Linked DNA regions of Salmo salar: region 1 is linked to region 2. The links are chromatin contacts, called in public Hi-C maps. All regions are on one chromosome and are shown on one strand. The core of a region is the stretch at or near the end of the contact, and the rest is flanking DNA. Distances in the headings are between cores, read along the strand shown.

Region 1 (4,894 bases), core at 1,249-3,748, 58 kb before region 2:
TCTTTTTTTTAAATATTCCTTTCTGTCTATCCTTTCATTTCTACCTTTCTTTCCCAGGGTTTGGCTTGCCTTATTAACAAGGTTCAGGAAACTGACACCTCATCAAAAGCAGAGTCAGGCAATATCTACAGGCCCAGTCTTTGCTTCACGGAACATTACACACTGCACTGGGCGTTGACTCGTTACTTAACAGGATCATATGGATCTACTGTCTCACTAGTAGATGGAAAATGTTTCAAAATCACATAATATCCCTGAAAGCTCTCTGAAAACACTTACAAGGACAACCATAAAACCTGAAATACAAATGGCTGACGCTTGACTTCATACTCAACTTTAAATTAACTTCATAACTTCAAACTTCTAGCATAGATTAAAACCAGGAGCCAGTTGAAATATAATTTCACCAACGTACTTCCCCAGAGACACATCACACCCCGTAGGTTGAGTGATTTCTCTGGTGATACAGTGAGCTCCAAAAGTAGAGACAGTGACACATTTTGTTTTGTTTTGGCTCTATACTCCAGCACTTTGGATTTGAAATGATAAAAGAACTATGAAGTTAAAGTGCAGATGGTCTGCTTTCATTTGAGGGTATTTGCATCCATATCAGTTGAACCGTTTAGAAATTACAGCACTTTTGTACATAGCTTTTAGGGGACCAAAAGTATTGGGACAAATTCTCTTATATGTCTATTGAAGTAGTCAAAAGTTTAGTATTTGGTCCCATATTCCCAGCACACAATGATAACATCAAGCTTGGGACTCTACAAACTTGTTGGATGCATTTGCTGTTTGTTTTGGTTGTTTTTCAGATTATTTTGTGTCCAATAGAAATGAATGGTAAATAATGTATTGTGTCATTTTGGATTCACTTTTATTGTAAATAAGAATAGAATATGTTTCTAAACACTTCTACATGAATGTGGATGCTGCCATGACTAGGGAAAGTCCTGAATGAACTATGAATAATGATGAGTGAGAAAGATGCAGACGCACAAATACATAGATAACAACTTGTCAAGATGCTGACTACCAGCCCTGTCCACTTGGTGAGGCTTCTGACAGCCAGGTGTGAGAACACTGACAGCTCTTAAACACCAAGAATGACCTCCGATGATTCTTGGTGTATAAAATGGAACCTTCAGAGCTGCTTAAAGGAGGGCTGAACTTCCTGATTTAGCATCGGTTTCAATTCTCCTCATTAGGAAATGCGACTGAGAACGAGATTTCGGTTTTGGAGGCGTGCTTTGATGTGGGTATCTCGTGTGTTTGTTTGAAAGTGAGAAGCGTTTGTACTTTCACTCCGCCAAAACAGTACAGTTACAGTCACTCACCCTTCTAGATAACTTGAAACAGTCTAACCAGGTCTTGTCTGGAAGTAGCCTAGACTAGCTAGCAAGCTAGCCAAATTCTTTCGCCAATTAGGTTCAGCCGGCCGGTGTGCGACCGTGGCAAAAATTGGTTTGACTTTGGATAGCCTGTCTGTAGGGTCAGTTAGAGAATGTCAATAAATTATACAATATAAATTGGACAATTATTTCATATTGCACACCTTTTTGTTGTCTTATTTGTATATGAATTCCTACAATTTATAGTTGTTATGTCATTGAAATTTGGAGCTATTGATAGTTTAAAATGTTGTCCCATGTACATTGTGTAATTTACTGATGGTCCCTAACTATCCCCATAGGGATATCGGCATTGTGATCGGGTTGCGTGCAGCTGTGCTCCAAATTGATGATTAGTTGGGTGTTGCAATCTGTGGGAATTTGGGCAGAATTTAAATAAAACCAACCCAAGGAAAACTGTTACGGTACCATTCATTCTGACATACATTTTTTTTAACTAATTCTCTCGCAAATCGATACTGAATTTATGACCAAAATTATCTTACGTACACTTTGTAGTCAATTTCAACACTAGAATAACATTTTCTGACTCATATCGACGCCACATAAGTCGTCATCAAAAGGAGAAGTTGCTTACTACGTTCAGACCACACAGTTTCCACCTCATACCTTATTCTTATTCACTGGAATGACCTTTGGTAAATAACATGGGAATCTTTTCAGACCACACTGTACAGTTTTAATAAGTGTTTGTATGTCTATAGGTGAGAGAGGACAAAATCAACCTTGGTAGGAAAGAGGAAAACATTAGTAGCCATTGTGTGCAGGTGTGACAAATATGACATTTGACACTCTTGGGGAATCTAAATGGGGATAGGAGATATGTCAGAGTCCACTGGAAATGTGTCAGACTTGCTTAATGGTACACTACTAACATATACCACAAAGGGCACAGCTATTATGCAGGTTTCAAAGGATTTATACGACAAAAAAACAAAGCTCTGGCAGCCGCAGAGCGTGAATGTTTTCATACTCTCGCAGCCTGGGGGGATGAAAAATACGTGGTCTGATCCTCATGCCTAAATAAAGCCACAGGATGGCATCTGTGATTGAGGCCAACAGAGCAGAGGCTGTCTGCCAGGGCCCAGGAAGCTTATGTAACAATCTGACATTTAAGCCATGTGTAATCTCAGCACTCAGCACAGTGCACCACAGAGAGCTGTGGCAAAGGCTGTCTGGCCTGGCACAGAGAGCTGTGGCTAAGGCTGTCTGGCCTGACACAGAGAGCTGTGGCTAAGGCTGTCTGGCCTGACACAGAGAGCTGTGGCTAGGCTGTCTGGCCTGACACAGAGAGCTATGGCTAAGGCTGTCTGGCCTGACTCAGAGAGATGTAGCTAAGGCTGTCTGGCCTGACACAGAGAGCTGTGGCTAAGGCTGTCTGGCCTGACACAGAGAGATGTAGCTAAGGCTGTCTGGCCTGACACAGAGAGCTGTGGCTAAGGCTGTCTGGCCTGACTCAGAGAGATGTGGCAAAGGCTGTCTGGCCTGACACAGAGAGCTGTGGCTAAGGCTGTCTGGCCTGACACAGAGAGATGTGGCTAAGGCTGTCTGGCCTGACTCAGAGAGATGTGGCTAAGGCTGTCTGGCCTGACACAGAGAGATGTAGCTAAGGCTGTCTGGCCTGACACAGAGAGCTGTGACTAAGGCTGTCTGGCCTGACACAGAGAGATGGAGAGGGTTAATAATGAAGGAGTGGATACAGGGTCCTAGCAAAGCCACAATGTTACATCAATTACAGTGCCTTTGGAAAGTATTCAGACCCATTTACTTTTTCCACATTTTGTTACGTTACAGCCTTATTCTTAAATGGATTAAAAAAAGATATAATCCTCAGCAATTTACACACAATACCCCCCCCCCCATAATGACAAAGCAAAAACTGTTTTGAGGCACAGATCTAGGGAAGGGTACCAAAACATTTCTGCAGAATTAAAGGTCCCCAAGAATACACTGGCCTCCATCATTCTTAAATGGAAGAAGTCTGGAACCACCAAGACTCTTCCTAGAGCTGGCCACCAAACTGAGCAGTTGGGAGAGAAAGGCTTTGGTCTGGGAGGTGTGCAAGAACCCGAAGGTCACCCTGACAAAGCTCCAGAGTTCCTCTGTGGAGATGGGAAAACCTTCCAGAAGGACAACCATTTCTGCAGCACACCTATCAGGCCTTTATGGTAGAGTGGTCAGACGGAAGCAACTCCTCAATAAAAGGCATGTGACAGCCCGCTTGGAGTTTGCCAAAAGGCACCTAAAGACACTCAGACCATGAGAAACAAGATTCTCTGGTCTGATGAAAAAAAGATTGAACTATTTGGCCTGAATGCCAAGCGCCAGATCTGGAGGAAACCTGGCACCATCCCTACGGTAAAGAATGTTGGTGGCAGCATCATGCTGTGAGGATGTTTTTCAGCGGCAGGGACTGGGAGACTAGTCAGGATCGAGTGAAAGATTAATGGAGCACAGTACAGAGAGATCCTTGATGAAAACCTGCTCCAGAGCACTCAGGACCTCAGACTGTGGAGAAGGTTCACTTTTCAACAGGACAACGACCCTTAGCACACAGCCAAGACAACACAGGAGTGGCTTCGGGACAAGTCTCTGAATGTCTGTGAGTGGCCCAGCCAGAGCCCGGACATTAACCCGATTTAACATCTCTGAAGAGACCTGAAAATAGATGTGCAGCAACACTCCCCATCCAACCTGACAGAGCTTGAGAGGATCTGCAGAGAAGAATGGGAGAAACTCCCCAAATACAGGTGTGCTAAGCTTGTAGCGTCATACTGAAGAAGACTCAAGGCTGTAGGTGCTCAAGGTTCAAGGTGCTCAAGGTGCTTCAACAAAGTACTGAGTAAAGGGTCTGAATACTTATGTAAATGTGATATTTCCGTTTTTCTATTATAATAACTGATCAAACATTTCTAAAAACCTGTGTTTGTTATGGGGTATTGTGTGTAGATTGAGGGGGGAAAAAACTATTTAATCAATTTTAGAATAAGGCTGTAACGTAACAAAATGTGGAAAAAGTCAAGGGGTCTGAATACTTTCCGAATGCACTGTATGTGTCCCACTGTCTATAGATCCCCTTTATTGTACTCTGTTCATTCTTGCAAGTGAAAGGCAAGGTATGAGTGACTACACCTCATCACCATCCTGTATAATACTGAGATACTTCTGTCTCTGTGTGTTGTATCGGTACGTTGACATGAACATGGTTTACAGACAACCACACTATAAACATCCACTCCTCCATGACCGTGAATGTTTAAAAACTCTATGTGTGTAACAAGGACATTTTGTGGGGACATTTTGCAGGTTCCCACATGGAAAAAGACTATTTTAGGCTCAGAGTTTAGAGTTTGGGTTATAATTAAGGTTAGAACTATGGTTAGGAGTTATGGTTAGGTTTAGGGGTTAATGTTCAGGTTAAAGAGATAATTAGTTCAATTAAGCCCTTTATCTACTTACCCAGTGGATACCATTTGTATGTC
Region 2 (5,317 bases), core at 684-3,183:
GTAGCCAATCTTGTGGACAGAATATGTTTTTTTTCTTAATAGCAAAGCAAGTGTGAGAAGTGGTTATGTGGGTGTGAACTATCAAAGTAGATGGTTACAGACATACGGACGGACTGTTCCTAAGCAACCTAAATGTGAAAAACACCCACAGGTTGCAACTCCCACTGTTAAAATACATTAGTCAGCCATAAGCAATGGTTATGTTTTACAACAACAGCATCAGATACAATACCCTGTTATTTGTGGAAATAATATTTGCATATAGTCTCTCACTTTTATAATTTCAAGCTAATAAAGGTTTCTAATCTATGTATGTCTTATCTTCCGTATGTCATATGGGCACATTAATAGTACTAAACAGAGTACTTTTCCTATAGACAATCACACCCCGAAACTGCCTTGGGCCTCTTGAAAACTCTAAGTATTCCAGTGACTCAGAAGGAATCTTCAACTCCTACATATTTCAGTGAAGGTATTCTGCCTCAAAAATCTGTCTGTCAATAACATTGTAACAGTTCTGAAATGTACATTGATTTATGAAATGTAATGTGTTCAAAGAAAACAAACTCTAGTTGCCTGACTTTTGGTTTATCCCCAGCTTCCACATTAGGTACATAATCATCCAAGATGACAGATGTACCCAATTTAAAGTGTTTAAATCGCCCCCTTCATAGCCACACTTCCTCTCTGGCACTGATGCCGTCTGATTATGGTCACTGTTTTAATTTTTTATTTAAACTTTATTTAAGTAGGCAACTATTTAACTGTGACTACTGATGAGTCACACTCAGTGGAAGTTAGTCACTCCCTGTAGGATATTTAGGAAACGCAGCCTGGAAAAGTCACTCCCAAATGATTCAGTCACAACTATGGAGAAACTACCCATGGAGGCTATTACTGAAATAACTTTATGGCAGAGGGCTTCATTGCTATGACAGTCACAGAGCCATATGGATCGATGAATGAATTAATGCATTCTGTCAGGCAAGAACATACCACCACCACCGCAAAACCCCATTGAAAAGTAATGCATGTTCTTACATCGCTCTTCCTAAACTTTGCTTTAAAGCTCTTCATCTTAGGCCTGGTCCATACAGTTTCCCACTTGTCCAGGTGAGCCTCTGAAACAAAAAAAATGAGTTACACATCTTATACTTTTAATAAGTCTAACTGATGAAAATTAAGTTAGTCTCTAAAGTGCAACAGGGAGAGGTAACATGTGCAAATGTAACACTTTTCTCTGATTTCATGGTAACTTATTTGAGAGTTGGCCCTTATTATTATGCATGTGTAACTGTGTAATATTAACCATTTGCAATATAAACGTGTCTTGCACTCATCCGCGCAATAGCCTACCCAGCACTAATGAATAAAAACAAACTATGGGACAGAACGTATAGGCTGATACAAAGTATCCATCGCGAGTCCCATGGCAAGGTTTGAAGTTATTTTGAGGTGGTTACAGTAACGTTAGCCTGTAGCAATAGATTTCTGTATATAATTGCTACAACTAGTGCACAACGTCCAACGCCAACATATTTTATTTTTACTCCGATACATTTGTATCATTCAACCACGCTTGCTCGTTAGCGAAAGATAGGAACAGCTAGCAAGCTAACAATTCAGTCTAGCATCAACTTTGTAAATAATGTATGAACACACTGCACACTTACCCTTTAAAAGTTGGGACTCAGTAATATTCTGTTCGACAGCCTACAGAGTTGACTAAATTGTCAGTCGGTAGAAATATATTAAAATAGAATCGACAAACAGAAAAGGAATAGCTAGTGTGAACAAATAGCCCGCCTAGATAGGCTATGCTGGCTAGGTTCAGGCTGAATACATTAAAAGTTGGACTATTCAAGTGCCTATCGCTTTGCTCGGAAGCTAGCTCACTCTGAGTGTTACTCGAGTTGAAATGGTGACGTCATTCCTCCCCCGTGACCAAATATTTCTGCATATTCCCAATCATGAATAAACATTTTGTAGGCTAAATGTGCAATTGAATTATAGTCTTGTGTTTATTGTAATATTTGACAACAATTACAACAGGTAAACACTGTTTACAACACCAACGTGACTGATCACACTTCTCTAATAGGTAGACAGCAATAGCATATACGCAAAAGCACACTACACTTCTGCGAATTCAATTTCTCCTAAAGGCTGCACCCCATAGGTATGCGCAAAAATAGCAACACTACTGCATAAGCTACAAATAGACCGTGTACTGCCCTTCTGTCTATTTTTCATATTTTCTTCAATGCAAATCTATTCTATCGCTGTTAACATTAATTGTTTTACTTCTGAGATGGTTTCTGTCTGCTTTAATGCTCTGTCTATCCCACGTGAACATCTGTGATATCATCAGGCTCTTGCTCTCTCAGCTCAGCAGAATGGTTTACTATACTATACAAACATTTAGAAACCATACATCAGTGCAATCTAGCCTCACCAGATATATAGGCTATTTCATGGTTGACGTACAGCATTTGAATCATGCATGAAGCCATGTTACAAAGACATTTGGCTGGATTAATGAAACAACAAAAGCTGCCTCTGACAGTGGTAGCCTACATCTGTCTTCTAATCCACATTGCCATAAAGGCTTTCACCAGCCTGGTTCGATTTTTGTCCTACAGTCAAGGCCCCCAGACATAAGCGACTTAAGCGGTCACTTATTCGAGCCCCTGGCCACTAGGAGGCCCCAGACCAATTTGAAAATAAATATATTTAATAATATATATATACATATTTAGGAACTCAGTTGGCTCTCAACTTACTGTTGATAGTTAGAATAGTGCAAGGTTGGAATTTGGTTGTTCATCATCAGTTTTTCTCTTGTTATGTCAGTCACTGACAGTCACTCAATAAGCTACAGTATGTCAGCTAACAATTTTAGATTGGTAAATTAGTCAAACCAGCTATCTAAACTTGTAGTAATAATGGATAAATACCAACTGGGCACGGAAGGCACGTGCACAGGGGACTTCCAGTTGGCTCCGATTGATTTTTGTCACTCTCACTCAGATATCATCAATATGGCATAAGTCCTGGCAAAATGTGTAGAATTGCAAGAAATTAGCTGTAAAATTGACATTTTTTTCTCACTTCCCCATGGCAAAATGAGTAGAATTGCATGAAATGTGTTATAAAATTGCAAAATAATCTCTCTGCCCCGTGGCAAATTGTGTAGAACTGCAGAAAGCTTGTTTTAAAACTGCAACACTTTCTCTACGTCCCATGGCAAAAGGTGTAAAATTGTAAAATTGAAGGACATTTTCTTTAAAACATTTTTTTTCTCTCTGTCATCAACAGGAGGGACACTAAAATGTTTTGCCTGCAAGGTAGATCCCGCTCAGGGCCCGAAAAGGCTAGGGCCGGGCCGGGCCTGCCTACAATACTGGGCTGGAACAAAAACATGCACACCCTATAGGTCTCAACGCAACGACCAGTACTGAAGAACAGCCTCTCCCAGTCTGACCTCAACTTTGCCTCAGCATGTTGCATATTGAGCTAACTCTACCCTGGAGATTAAAGGAGCATCATAGCTCCAGTCTCATTCATGATGTAATAGCAGTGAAATATCATCCACTGAGGGTTTTATGGCAAGACTTTAGCAATTGATGAAGGGCATGAGCAAAAAGGGATTGAATAGTATCGGTCTACTCCTTTTTTTCCAATTCTGTTTAACTGTTAACAGAGATGGGCAATTACTGCACCAAAACCCTCCTTCGATGTGGGCTTTGTTGTCAGGACTGCATAATACCTAGAGTGAGATTGCATCAATGTTGCACGCTCTGCAGGGATTACACTGTTGGTGCTGTTACACTATGGGAAGTGCTTTCTATAAATCTGTCCAGTAGATGGTGGTAATGCTCTGTAATTTCCTCTCTACTCATTCATCCTCACTATGGTGCTGAGATCGTGTAGGGGCGTGTGGGCTGTAAAGTGCAAGATGCTCTGCTCTAGAGATATATACACTCAGTGGACAGTTTATTAGGAGCACCCATCTACTACCGGGTCAGACCCCCTTTTGCCTCCAGAACAGCTACAGATACGCTGTGGCGTTCAAATGTTGCTCAATTGGTATCAAGGGACCTAACGTGTGCCAGGAAAACATTCCCCACACCATTACACCACCGCCACCAGCCTGTACCGTTGATACCAGGCAGAATGGGGCCATGGACTCATGCTGCTTATGCCAAATCCTGATGCAACAGGAACTGGGATTTGTTGGACCAGGCATTGTTTTTCCACTTCTCAATTGTCCAGTGTTGGTGATCGCGTGCCCACTGGAGCCACTTCTTGTTTTAAGCTGATAGGACTGGAACCCAGTGTGGTCGTCTGCTGCAATAACCCATCCATGACAAAGACCAACGAGTTGTGTGTTCCGAGATGCCAGTCTGCACACCACTGTTGTACTGCGCTGTTATTTGGCTGTTTGTGTCTCACCTGTTAGCTTACACGATACTTGCCATTCTCCTTTGACTTCTCTCATCAACAGGACAGCCTCTGACTGGATGTTTTTTGGTTTGTCGCACTATTCTCGGTAAACCCTAGACACCCTTGTGTGTGAAAAGCCTAGGAGGCCGTCCATTTCTGAGATACTGAAACCGGCGCGCCTGGCACTGACGATCATATCACGCTCAAAGTCACTTCGGTCACCCGTTTTGCTCATTTTAACGTCCCATCATACAGCAACTGAATGCCTCGATGCCTGTCTATCTGGCTATTAGATGGCCACTCTATGGCCTCTCTTGGCCTAGAGATGAGATTGCTAAACCTAACCTTAACCCTAAACCTAACCCTAATCCTAACTTTAATTTAATTTGAACCAATTCGGTAATAAAATGTTGGTTTGCAGGTCAGGAGTGTCCGTATAGCCTTTTCTGTCATAGTGCCTGAACCCACCTTTAGGCTTCTACTCTTGGATTTAATAAACTGTCAGCTCTTTCATGTGATTCTTGCTCTTACATTGATTGAAGCCTTTTCGGGGAGCATTACTTTGACATGACACATCCACAGAAAAGGATCTCATGACATCACAGCAGTCATATTTCAACATTTTGTATGTTTATCTTGATATTTTCCCCCAATTTCCACAGGTCTTTTGGGAATAAGATTGGTACTGAAAGTCCTGCTGCAGTCCTCCAGCAACGAGAATTCTGCTCCCATGAGTCTCTCCTCTCATTAATATTTTAGTCCTTTTCATCCATCCTTAGTCTGATGTTGGTGTTGTAATATTTGGAAAATCAAGAATACCATTATATTCGTTTTATAAATAATGGTAGACCGAGAATAGTGTTATTGTTGG

What was found. A called contact is a pair of places that touch in the nucleus more often than the background predicts.
Region 1: a Hi-C map of muscle shows a contact between it and region 2, with 4 times the contacts expected there. The contact joins the enhancer-like site here to the promoter of LOC106568157 in region 2. A contact is called at or near these places in 2 of 3 Hi-C or Micro-C datasets (gill and muscle).

What each region holds. Positions count from the first base shown.
Region 1 is chrssa13:94,391,640-94,396,533 of Ssal_v3.1, reverse strand. All of the region lies in intron 7 of LOC106568157 (ankycorbin), which reads right to left. Among protein-coding and RNA genes, the nearest start is that of LOC106568157, 58 kb to the right of the region's middle. Within about 2 kb of position 2,498, at least 1 of the 13 cell types and tissues checked has an H3K27ac peak or open chromatin away from gene starts, as enhancers often do. A contact at or near this core is called in muscle, where this site is marked.
Region 2 is chrssa13:94,332,460-94,337,776 of Ssal_v3.1, reverse strand. LOC106568157 (ankycorbin) reads right to left here and starts at 1,933. Exons shown (of 18, transcript XM_014138236.2): 1 at 1,674-1,933; 2 at 1,042-1,121. The coding sequence starts at 1,077.